Linked DNA regions of Ovis aries: region 2 is linked to region 1. The links are chromatin contacts, called in public Hi-C maps. All regions are on one chromosome and are shown on one strand. The core of a region is the stretch at or near the end of the contact, and the rest is flanking DNA. Distances in the headings are between cores, read along the strand shown. Region 1 has its middle 120 kb from the start of HERPUD2. Region 2 holds the start of DPY19L2 (dpy-19 like 2).

Region 1 (6,198 bases), core at 1,701-4,200:
AAATCACTGACAGTCAAGCTGCTCCCTGTTGAGATGATGTATGCGGGTAGATCAGCAGTAAAGAATGCACAGGCAGCTGGGCCTCTGTGAGCCCTGGGAAGCAGCCTTTCACTCCCTCTCAGCTCCCTGGCTCCCTGGGGACTCCTTGTTCAACCGACTGAATAAGCATTTTCTGAGTCTTTAAACATGCAGTGCTGCTCGCTCAGACTTAGGCAGGTCAGGACTCCTGCCTCTCTCATAGCTCCAACTGTCCCCTTGCTTCCTGAGAGGAGCCCCTCCAAGCCCAGCTCCCCAAGGGCTCAGGACCATCCTGGTGGGCTCATTTGAGAGCAGAGTTCGGGCCTGTGTGCGAGGAGGCCTGGGAGACCCAGGTGCCTCATCTGGGTGCAAGAAAAGTGATTCTTTCCAAGCAGGACATGTTTTGGTTTTATTCCTTACTTTAGGTGGACACTTTAAAATTATACATATGTCCATTTCCTTACTTTGGAAAATAAGAGTATAGATAGAGTATAGGGAATGAAATTTAACCCCTTTAAAATTTCACTTTGGGTTATCTTAAGATTCAGTGAGATTTCTGAAATGAAAAATCCTACATACATATGTGTTAATTGAATACATATTAAGGTATAACATAGAAAAGCATGTTTAATTCAATTACAGTATAACAGAATAAATTTAAATACTATAAATTTAATTAATGTATAACATAGTTAAGTAAATCAAGTACACCAATTGTAGCATACGACTTGATAATTTTGACATCAATAAACACATGTCTTACTTCCCTCAGGGCTCAGCGGTAAAGAATTCACCTGCAATGCAGGAGACTCAGTTTCAATCCCTGAGTTGGGCAGATCCCTTGGAAAAGGAAATGACAACCCACTCCAGTATTCTTGCCTGGGAAATCCCATGGACAGAGGAGCCTGGCAGGATACAGACCATGGGGTCGCAAAAGAGTTGGACATGACTTAGGGACTTAAAAACAACAATCGTATGTCTAACTAACACCAAGGTGGAAACATAGGACATCCCAGGATTCCAGAAATTTTCCTCATGCCCCTTCCCAATCTATACTTCAGCCCCAAAGTAACCACTAGGATAACTTCCATTTACAGATCGCATGAAATATTTAGAGTTGACTATATTTTTCTCCAGAAATTATCTTGTCTTCTGCAGTTGTTTTGTTTTATAGCTAAAGCCACATCTTGTGGGTTTTATGGACTTTGTCATTAAGAAGCATGTTGTTTTTTACAACTGCAGAAATAAGTAGTGTTTTGAGGTTTTGGAATTTGATGATTCTTTCAGATTTACTTAATTATTTCTGAGTTACTGTTGTTCTGGTTTCTGGGGAATACTAACATTCAAGGCTTTTATCGAGATAATTCAGCTAGATAACCCAAGTTAAAAATAATAGAAGCTCTTTTCCACAATAGTCTCTAATATTAAAAACTATGTATTTATTCCTTAAAGGATGTAAAATAACTTTAAAGAAAAATAAAATAGACAATAGCAAAAACAAAAAACTAGATGTAAAAGAAGAAAAAAAAAGCAAGGCAAAGAGTGAGCCAAGAGAATTCAGAATGATAAGCATCATTTTGGGGTTTTTAATGTTTGGATTTTCAGATTATAAAGCTGCTTTCATTAGCATTTCTGATTATAAACTATCAATCATCAAAATAATTGAAGTTTGTCTTATGTACAGACTGCTTAGGTAGTATGTTCTTATAGAAATAGGCTGAATTTTCTTCATAAAAATTTTCGGATGGAAAGTGTTCATAAGGGCATGAATCCAAGTGAACTGTTGGAAAAGACAAATTGATTTCTACTTTGGGCATAACTGTCCTGCCTAACAAAATGCCTCAGGCTTCTCTTTATTCCTTGCTGGCAAATTCTATTCTAAGTATGGGAACATCTCTTAATTAGAACTTTTCAAAGTATGATCTCTGAGATTCTCCCTATTTGTAAATGTTGCTCCCACTGCTGTTGGTTGGTGGGACCAGGTATCTCAAGGATGAGAGGCCATGCATTTTATCCCACCAGGCTGTACCTACCAGATCTGCTAGGTAGGTCTGCTGCACCTACCATTGTGTCTGGTAGGTAGGTAACAGGCCAGGAAACACTGCTGTATGTTAGATGAAGGAATGACCCTCATTCCTTGCACACAAAAGGAGCTGGGAATGATCTGTCCCAGCACATGACTCTCCTCCCTTGCCTGCCCTGAGAGGTCTGATAAAAGCGTTTCCATCGGCCTGAACACATCTGTGCACATCTGTTACTAAGTGCATTAACATGCTTCTCATTTTGCTTTTATCATAAAATGTGGTCCATCAGGCAGAGTTCTTATGACATAAGTGCTATTGACTTCACTTTTGGGAAGAAAAGTCTATTTTTCAAAATACTAAAGATACATCTAGGAAACCACTGTGAGGCTTTAGTTGCTATAATGAAGAGCCCTCAAATGTTTTGTGCAAAATGTCCTGTAAACCACTGGGCACATCTCATTGTCAGGGTGAACATAATCCTACAGTTACATTGTTGTTGATATGGAGTTACTGAAAATGGGCCCACTTTTCTGTATTCTTTAATGAACATTCAACTTTACAGAGGAAACATCTACTTCATACCCCCTCCCTCCCCAACACACACGTTTGGTCAAGATCACATCTCTCTACTCACTCCCGTAAGACAAAAATAAAAGGTCTGCCTGTAAAAACCATGCTCTCACTGCGAAATGTCCATCTGAAGTAAAGAAGGTGCTTCACTGCATCCCCCAGTCCCTCTGTCCACGGGCTGCTCTCCGTGTGCAGTAACACAAGCATCCTGTAGGTGGCTCTGCCTCCCCATTAGCTCCTACCCAAAAGTGGCCGCAAATCTCTAAGCGCCAGTCCTAGTTCTACTGGAGCTTCAGCCAGGGGCTCTGAAATGTGTACCCAAACCTTACTGGTCTGGATATTAGTGCATGCAGCTCACACAGAAGAGAAAGCCATTAGACATTTAAATGACGGGACTCTTGGAAAATTCACTGGTGGGCAGCCCTGGTGTAGTCTCAGTAGAGCTGCAGGCATCGCTTCAGTCTGGTGACGGGAATGGTTCTAAGTGTCAGACCAGTATTTCCCAACATGTACTTTTCAAAACGCAAATCTGGCAAGATTCTCAGTGAGAAAACAAGGCACTGTAGTTAAATAAATTTCGGTAAGGCTGTATGCTGTTCTCTTTGAGTGTCATAAATCATCTTAATATTTTAAAAACTTTGAAAAGTTCTGCAAGAAAAACATCTGTTTAACTTTGCTTAACTTGGGATTTTATGAACTCAAGACCTACTAATATCAAGGAACATTGCGTTCTGTGGAATGCATCCTGTGGAATGACTGATATCTATAATGATTCTGAGGGAAAGGACAAGAAGCTGGGGCCTCTGCACTTTTTTGGGGTGGAAGGAAAGTGCAGCAAAAGCTCTCACCTTTGGCAGCTCTGCCAAGTGACCAAGTATTACAAGAGGGGGAACGTGCGTGTGGACTTTCCAACATATACTAGGAAAACTGCCCAATCCTCTAATTAGGAAAGGGGAAATCCCATTAATTGGGTGTTTCATGTGTGCCAGGCACTGGACTAGAGTCTTTTTATGCACAATGAATGTATTCTTCCTGGCATCTCCTGAGTATATAGAATCTCTACTTTACAGGAGAGAAGACTGATGGGCAGGGAAGCAGGGTCACCAGCTTGAGTTTGCATGCAAACAAGCGGCAGAGCCAAGACTGAAACCGGCTGGCCTCAAATGCTCTTGCTTTGTATTTTATTCTTTAAGACACTACACCAGGGAATTATTGAAAGTGTTTTAGTGAGGAGGTAATTTGGATTGATTTAATTTCAACAATACATGAAGATGTAGAGGAAAGAGTGGATATAACATAGAAGACCTGGGTAAAAATCCCAGGATTACCACTTCTTGGCTGGGTGACCCTTGGGCACAAGTTACTTAACCTCTTTGGGCTCCAATTACCTCTTTCCTAAAATAAGGATTATTTATGGAGAATTAAGTTAGAACTAAGGGTATGGACTAAGTATAATACATATGTACTAAGCTCCAAAATAACTATATAGTCCCATGAGCCGTCCTCACCAGTTACAAGCAAGTAATGGTTGCTCACGTTCTATCTGGGGCTCTGAAGCATTAGGCCTGAAGGGCCAGCAGCAGAGCAATAGAACTCAGGTTGTAACTTCTACACCTCTGTAGAGTGTTGGACTCTTGGATGTTAGCCAGGACCAGGTCAGAGAATAGACCCGAAGCAAGGTCCCAGTTATCAGAGTTAGAGCTAAATTTAGGATACAACTGTGAAAATGAATACTCAACAGGCTCTGGAAAGTAGGGAAGTGAGTAATTATCTGGCAGATTTGATTCATGTAGACAGGCCATGATGATAATTTGTCCAGTTCTCAGCCAAATAACCCTACCATCTCCCCAATATTTTTCTTCTCTGAACCATCTTGGCCCTTACCCCTGGGATCCTTTTTGCATGCTTTACTCTTAGTCGTATGGGGTTTTCTTTTGTGGGAATTATTAAATGTTTTTGCATGACCCTGCTCTTCCCTTAGACCTAAGACTACAAACTGGTGACTCTGAGATGCCATTCAGACCTCAGAAAGTTCCCTTTTAAAAAGTTCCAGATTAAAAAAATTGAGGTTTCATTAGAAATTTTGGAGATTTCACACCAAAATTTAGATTTATCTATCATATGATTGACCATTTCCACTCCTGGATATGTATCTAAAGAAAGTGAAAAGACTAATTCAAAAAGCTACATGTACCCCAGTGTTCCTAGCAGCATTATTTACAATTGCGAACACATGGAAGCAATCTAAATGTCCATCAACAGAAACCCATCCTATTATTTTCCTATAATCCTCACTGCCTTTCTCCTCCTTTCATTTTGTCTTCATTCAAGGTTTTTGTTGTTGCTGTTTTGAATAGTTGACCACTGGAAAGTCAACGCAAATGAAATAATCTCACTCACTGGGAAGATGTGACAAAAACCTCCAGGCTGACAATGAGAGCTGGTATGGGCCGCTGGAAGAGGTCCATGTCAGTCCAAGCTGGTCCTGCTGGACTTGAGGGGAAGATGGGTGTGATCGGGAAGACAGAATACCGGAGACAATAACTGTAAACACTCCTAGGAGGCCCAGACAGCTGTAATTTCCTAGAGCTTTAGGTATTTTTTCACACAAGGTGGGGAGAATTTATTCATGGCTTGGTAATCTCAGCCACATGATTGACTCCTTTAGCCAAGTGGTCCTCTTGCTTTCATGGGCATGAAGCGTATCTGCAGAGCGTTATTACAACACAGATTGCTGGGTGCTACCACCAGAGTATCTGATTTAGTAGGTTCTTTAGATGTGAAGTCTAAGAATCTGTATTTCCAGGTAATGCTAACATCAGTCTGGGACCACACTTTGAGAACCACTACTTTAGGCAGCTTAGTTTTCAGCTGAGAAAGAATGAAACGTGGGAAGGAAAAGTTAATAGGGAGGATTATGGATATTCCTGGTGCAATTGCAGGTGGAGGGGCAGGGAAGTGGGCAAGGATGGAATCAGCTCAACTTGGACTCCAATGTCATTTTTGGCACCTTTGCTGTGGTTTGAGGGTGAGTAACTTAATTTCCTTAATTTTAAATGCAAAGCTTTTGTGAGGATTAGAAAATGTGTGTGTGTAACTCCTGGCACCGTCCTCACTTAGAGGTGTCTTCCATTTTGCTCTGTTACCCTGATAGGGAGCTTTAGGGACAGCATGAGCACGTGACGGCCTGAGGGCAGCGGCAGCCAAATGGGGAAAGGAAGCGTTGGAAGGAGCCGGGGAGAGGGGAGCATAAACCTATCCACAGTTTTGCATGGGCCTGGCTTTGTTCCAAGCTCAGTAGGTTTTGAAGCCCCAGAAAAACTGGCAATTGGACTCTTAAAGATGTCCATCTAACCACAAATGAGTTCCACTTGCTCTAAATCATCTTTAACGCTTCAGCTGGCCAGAGCACACCATGAGTCATTCATGGGCGTGCTGAAATCTGGAGACTTCCCTAAAGGCCCCAGAGGTATAACCCTCAGACCCAAGGTACTCTCAGCTGATTGACCGTGATGGAACTGTGTCACAGTGTGTCACCCAGCCCCCTATCATTCACCCAGTCACCATCTTCTCAGTCACCACCGGT
Region 2 (6,198 bases), core at 2,157-4,656, 330 kb after region 1:
CCCGGTAAGCCCATTTTTAACACTATAAGTATTTTCCTATACTGTTAAATTGGAGAAGGCACTGGTGACCTACTTCAGTACTCTTGCTTGGAGAATTCCATGGCCAAAGGAGCCTGGTAGGCCGCAGTCCATGGGGTCACTAAGAGTCGGACACGACTGAGCGACTTTACTTTTACTTTTCACTTTCATGCATTGGAGAAGGAAATGTCAACCCACTCCAGTGTTCTTGCCTGGAGAATCCCAGGGACGGGGGAGCCTGGTGGGCTGCCATCTATGGGGTCACACAGAGTCGGACATGACTGAAGTGACTTAGCAGCAGCATACCGTTAAATATTCATTTAAAATTACTTTATTGAATTTAGTAATGCTTCACCATCATCGGTGTTCTGTAATTCACTGTTTGACATGGGAGCTCTAATTTTCACTTATGTAAATAATAGTACAATGAACATCATAAGAATTATTTTTTAAATGGAGAACATGACCAGATTTGAACCTTTGAGGGCTAGACTAAGGGTAAGCATATGCTTTATTCTGTTTGCACATGGAGTGATCCAAAAGACAACAGGAAATTTGAAGAAACAAATTCGAAAAGAGAGAAACATAAGAAGCAGACAAAACAGACTGAAGAGAAGACCAAAATCATAAATTTCAGTTCAGAGTTATACAAGAAAATGTCACTGAAAATGACATTTGGCCAACATCCCAGTAGCAGCCACTCTTTGCTCCCAGAAAACTATCCACTCCTCACAAAAAACAAAGATGTAAAACATAAAATCACTTAAGTAGATAATCTATCAACAGGGACCCTCAAATTACCTTTGAAAATATTCAACAAGACATAACTTAAACACATCTAGGAAAAATCACAGAGTTGAGGAATAAACAGATTATTTGGGAAAACACTGATTTTTAGAAAAGGCACAGGTGACCATATCGATTTCAGGTAAAAGAGTGTATAATTCAGTTGACTTGAAATGTCTGTTGGAAAATATAAATTTCCCTAAGTGATACCAGAAGTAGTAGCCTGTAAATAGATTCACAATCAGGTTGATGGAAACAAATAGCCCCAGGTCATTCACCTTAAAACCTAAGTAAAGAAACAAACAGTCGGCCAACCAGAGATGTAGAATTGGTATAGAATTTAAAAAGGCTCAAGAGACAGTTTTCTATGACAGTTAACCTGGGGTATCCTCTAGTGCACATTAATGAAGTCTCCTTTATGTACAGTTGGGAAAGTCCCCTGGAGGAGGAAATGGCAACCCACTCCAGTAGTTTTGCCTAGAAAATCCCATGGACAGAGGAGCCTGGCGGGCTACAGTCCACGGGGTCGCAAAAAGTCGGACACGACTGAGGGACTAATAATATATACTATAAATATATAATAAAGAGAAATTAAAAAGCTCCAGAATCAGATGCTCTATCTAATACATACATAAAGGTGCAAATGCACCCAATTCATGTCTTACATAATTCTATAATTTCCTTTTCATTAAAGGAAAACATAATCATAGCACTCCAAAAACAATATTAGAATATTCATATGAAAAAATAAGGTATTTTTTGAATTTGCATATTTTTTCAATGTTTTTATCAACCACCCATAAGTGCCTTGTATTTTAAACTCAGAGTTGGACGATTTTTCAGTTGTGAAAACTTGGGTAAATCACTACATCCTTAGTCCACGGTTTCCTAATTCATACAGTTACTGTCTGAATTTAAATACGATTAAATACGAAAACATTTTGTTAATTTTTTTAGCCCCGCGGGGGTGGGGGTGGAGATGGGGGTGAGGATTGAATCTGGGCCCTCAGCAATTAAAGAGTGAGGTCCTAACCACTAGACTGTTAGGGAATTCCCTAAATGCGTGAACATTTTAAGCAGCAAACACAGTGCCAGTAACATAGAAAGGATCCTTGGGGCGGGCGCGGTGGGGGGGGGGGTGCGGAGGCGGGTCATCTTACAAACCAGCAAATTAATAATAACACTTACTGAATTTAAGTGACAAGATTTTAGACCTGCAAAATAGGGAAATTAACCTGGGCTGGAGAAACCGGGTGGGGCTTGGAAAGTAACAAAACTGAAAGAGGCAGGCAAAAACGGATGAGAACCCAAGAGGGCTTCAGGTTATGAGTAAAGGGACAGTTACGGAGTCACACTGAAGACCTCACTTGGAATGACTGGAGAGGAAGATCTGTGTCCGGGGACGTGGGAAACTGAAGTTGAAAAGGTAGATGGGGCAGGCTACTAAAGGTGCCAATAAACAAGCCAAGGAGTTTAACTTTTATTTATGGGCTAATGGGAGTCCTGAGCATTTCTGAGCGGTGTGGCATCCGGGAAATTAACCTAGCCGCAGGGCGTCTAGACTAGTTGGGGGAGGGGGGGGGAGAAGGGGTTTTAGGGAGTTGGATCGGTCTGGAAACATGGCACGTGAGGCGGTGTGGGATCCGGCCGCAGGGCCGGGAGCAGAGGACGTGACAAGCGCCAGGGTCCCTGTGCATCTTTGCCAGTCGCTGTGGCGTCGCGTATGGCTCTGCAGTGACTGTGGGTTTCTCCTTTTATGTGGTCCCGGGTGGTTTCTGGTTCAGAAAGGTGAGAGTGCTGAGCACAGCTCCGCGCTCAACTGCTGAGGAATTCTGAGCAATCTGGTTTGGGACACAATTTCACTTCAGAGTACATGGATAAACTCTGTCCTCAAAGGGGAGAACACTGAATTCGCATCCAACCTGAGGCTGTGCGGTTAGACTCACCGGGTTCACGCCAGCTCTGCCACCTGCTGCCTGCAGCCTCGGGCCACTGCCTCGGTGTAGGAGATGAACTCTACGTGTCCCATACCAGCCAAGTGTTCCAAGGAGGCGAGGAGAGACGCTCCTAGTAAGTGCCAGGCGCGTGACACGCTTTAGCTTCTTTCCCTCGCTTTTTTCCCCCCTACTGTTACTTTTAAAATTGAGATCTCCTTTTTTTGTTAATAACCTTGAAACAGACAACCTTTTGGCAAAAACAAAGCTAAGGCTAAACCCGAAGAAAGGAATTAAAACGAAGAAAGTTCTTGTCTTGTCCGCTAGCAAGGTATGACAGCTGAGCCGCGCACGTGAGAAGATGCGCGGGGAAACGCGCGAGGAGATGTGCTTGGGGCGCGGAGCAGTCCGCTCACTACAGAATGGACACGTGCGGGCGCACGTGGGAGAGTCCGCGAGGGGCGGTGCTAAGGACCTGAGCACATGGGGCTGCACGCGTGGTAGCGCACGAGGGAGGTTGCGCGTGGTGCTTTGGATAAGGGCACCTGGGGCTGAACGCGTGGGAGGTGCACGTGGCAGGGTGCGCAGGATAAGCGCACGTGGGGCTGCGCGCGTGAGAGGCGCACGAGCGGCGCCAGGCAGCCTGGGTTTTGTTTCGCGGTCGCCTTGACGACCGGGCAGCCTGCAACGGCGCTGCGGCGAGTCGTTGAGGCTGTGAGCCGAGCCAGGTCTCTTGCGGACCTCCCCTGACTGGGCCGGGCCGGGCCGGCGCCGGAGAGAGTACCAGCCCCATCCGAACGGGGACTATGAGAAAATGGTCGGGCAAACGAGGAATAAGCTCAGAGGTGCGGCTTCAGAGCCGTCGCACTCTCTCCGCTCCACGCAGTCTAGACGGCGGCGCCGGGCCACAGGAACTGGGGAGCGGGAGTTGGAGGAGGAGCCGAAGAAGGAGGTGAAAAGGCCGGAGCTGCCTTTGCGCACACGCAGGAGGAACCTGCCAGGGGGCGCCCGGAATTATTCGCCGCGGAGGATCCGAAACCTGAAAACGCAGAACTGCGTGCCAGTGGAGATGGTCACAAGGCCCGATTTTCTGAACGGCCGCTTTCCGTTTCTCAGCTCTTTGCTGGAGCAGCTCTGGGACAAGGCTCAAGTATTGCAAAGACGTCAGGTCTCGGGCAGGGGGGCCATCGGCATAGGTGAGCGGAACCGACCGAGGAAAGCCCCTTGCTGGAGCCCCGACAGCTCCGAGACCAGCACTCCCGGGAGGCTAGGCTCACAATGGAGAGACCCGTGTACCCTCTTGAGCCTAGGGTTGGACGTGGTTTCCGTGAATCTTGAATATCAGTTTAACAAGCAAGTTTGGCAGCAATAATGGCGAGTTCCAGTATCTGGAAAATCGCTGACAAGAATTCCGAGCCCCCTTAGTTCTTATTTTAAAACATTTTCAAAGGTTTGCAGGCACAGTGATAACTTCATGTGTCACCAACAAAATGTCATCTTAAGGCAGCCATTTATCCCTAGTAAAAATGGTAGCTTTGGGGGAGGGGGAGGTCAGACTTTATATTTTTCTGCACCTTGAATGAAGCAAAATAATGTGTTGGTTTTAATGAGTTGAGAATCTTTCACAGGGGAAATAGGATCAAATTAGGCAATATATTTCTCCATGTTGGTATCTATTTACTTTCATCTTGCTGAGGAGCTTGATGCCTAAATTGCTTTCTTATTTAAGCCCTTGAAAGGTTTTTCTTTATTTGCATTCCTAATTTTAGAAGATGTAAATTTTGCTGTTTCATTAAGATCAATTTTGAGCCTAGTCCTTGCTCATACTGGCTGCTGTTGTATATTGAAACACAGATAGATGTCTCCTAATGTAAGCTGTGATTTCTTTTCCATTGTAAGTTGATTGCTGATATTAAAGTAGAATGGATCTCCACATCTGGAGCATGTAGACAATACTTGAGAAATAATAGGGGTTCATATTTAGATTTTGTCAGATGTCTAGTTACGGAAAATGTGGGATTTTAATTGGGACCAAAAAAGGTAATATTTGAATGTGTGGAGCAAAGAACAAGTATTAGAGGCCTATAGAACAGCATAATCAGAGCCATGGAAGTAAGAAAATATGAAATAAAAGTAAGGGTACAAAAAGAGAACATAGAGTGTTCAAAAAATTGGTTGGGACCAGCCGTGGGGAGTCTAATTCAAGTCTACATTTAAGGCATTTGAACTTCATTCAGTAGGATGGCACTGATGGATTCTTTTCTTTAGGAAAATAAATTTTTTTTTTTAACGAGGTGAAAGGCACATAACAAAATTAACCATTTTTAAAGTGAACAGTTTTGTGACATTTAGTACATTCTGTTGATGTTGACATTAAATGACTTAAATAGAGTGACACGATCAGAAGTGTGCTTCAGAGATTGATTTGACAGCAGTGTGTAAAATGGACTGGATATGGACTGAGGTAGAAAAAAACAGTTGTATGCTAGAATCTAGACGATAGTAGTCTTTTTAATATTTATTATTTTATTTTTTGGTGGTAATAAGTCTTCGTTGCTGCATGTGGACTTTCTCTAGTTGGGGTGCACTGGCTTCTCTTGTTGGGGAGCACAGGCTTTAGGCACCAGGGCTTCGGTAGTTGCTACATGTGGGCTCAGTAGTTGCAGCTTCCAGGCTCTAGAGCACAGGCTCAGTAGTTATGGTGCTCAGGCTTAGTTGCTCTGCAGTGGCATGTGGGATCCTCTGGGGCCAGGGATCAAACCGATGTCCCTGCATTGCAGAGTGGACTCTTAACCACTGGATCAGGGAAGCCCCAGGCAGCAGTGACCTTAATGAGGGCAGTGACAGTAGGAATGGAGAAGAGAAGTCAGAGGTGCATGTTGATGGAAACATGTTGAGAGGAACTGGGTAGGTGATGAGGTAGGAGAGAAAAGGAATGTGATGAGAGGAAGAGAGAACATTTGGTCAGGCATGAGGAGTGTAGACTTGGGAATTATTCATGTAGAAGTGAGTTGAAACATTAACATTGAATGAGATTTCCAAGATAGAAAAGAGAGCAAAGTAAAGATACTTGGGAAAACCCCTGCATACTTTGTTTTAAGAGAGAAGAGAAAAATAAAAAACAGAAGCATATAAAAACAAAATGGTCAGAAAATGGAAGAATTGGCAGGTTGGTATGATGAGTCTTGATAGAGAAAGAAATCTGAGGATCTGGTGAAATTCTACAGAGAGATTGGAAAGCAGGAAAATTGAAAGAGACTGTTGATGTTGATAAATGAAGGGTCATCGGTCATTTAAAAGAGTTATAGGAACTTTATACAAGTTGGCTGATTATCTTGTCAGGCATGGCAGGGGATGGAGAAGAGAATATTTCGTAGCTGGAAGGTCTACTATATCAAGAGAAGTATTTTAAGGCTTGGGAATATTAAAGGCTGAAGGGGAAGGACTGAGGAGAGAGGGT

Evidence for each region. Hi-C and Micro-C count contacts between places; a contact is called where the count stands out from the background.
Region 2: a contact with region 1 is called in a Hi-C map of tail adipose tissue, with 3 times the contacts expected there. The contact joins the promoter of DPY19L2 here to the enhancer-like site in region 1. A contact is called at or near these places in 4 of 16 Hi-C or Micro-C datasets (hypothalamus, liver, muscle and 1 more).

What each region holds. Positions count from the first base shown.
Region 1 is chr4:63,125,626-63,131,823 of ARS-UI_Ramb_v3.0, forward strand. No RefSeq gene overlaps it. Among named protein-coding and RNA genes, the nearest start is that of HERPUD2, 120 kb to the left of the region's middle. Within about 2 kb of position 2,951, at least 4 of the 54 cell types and tissues checked have an H3K27ac peak or open chromatin away from gene starts, as enhancers often do. A contact at or near this core is called in tail adipose tissue, where this site is marked.
Region 2 is chr4:63,455,164-63,461,361 of ARS-UI_Ramb_v3.0, forward strand. DPY19L2 (dpy-19 like 2) reads left to right here and starts at 3,407. Exons shown (of 21, transcript XM_060415029.1): 1 at 3,407-3,934. The coding sequence starts at 3,553.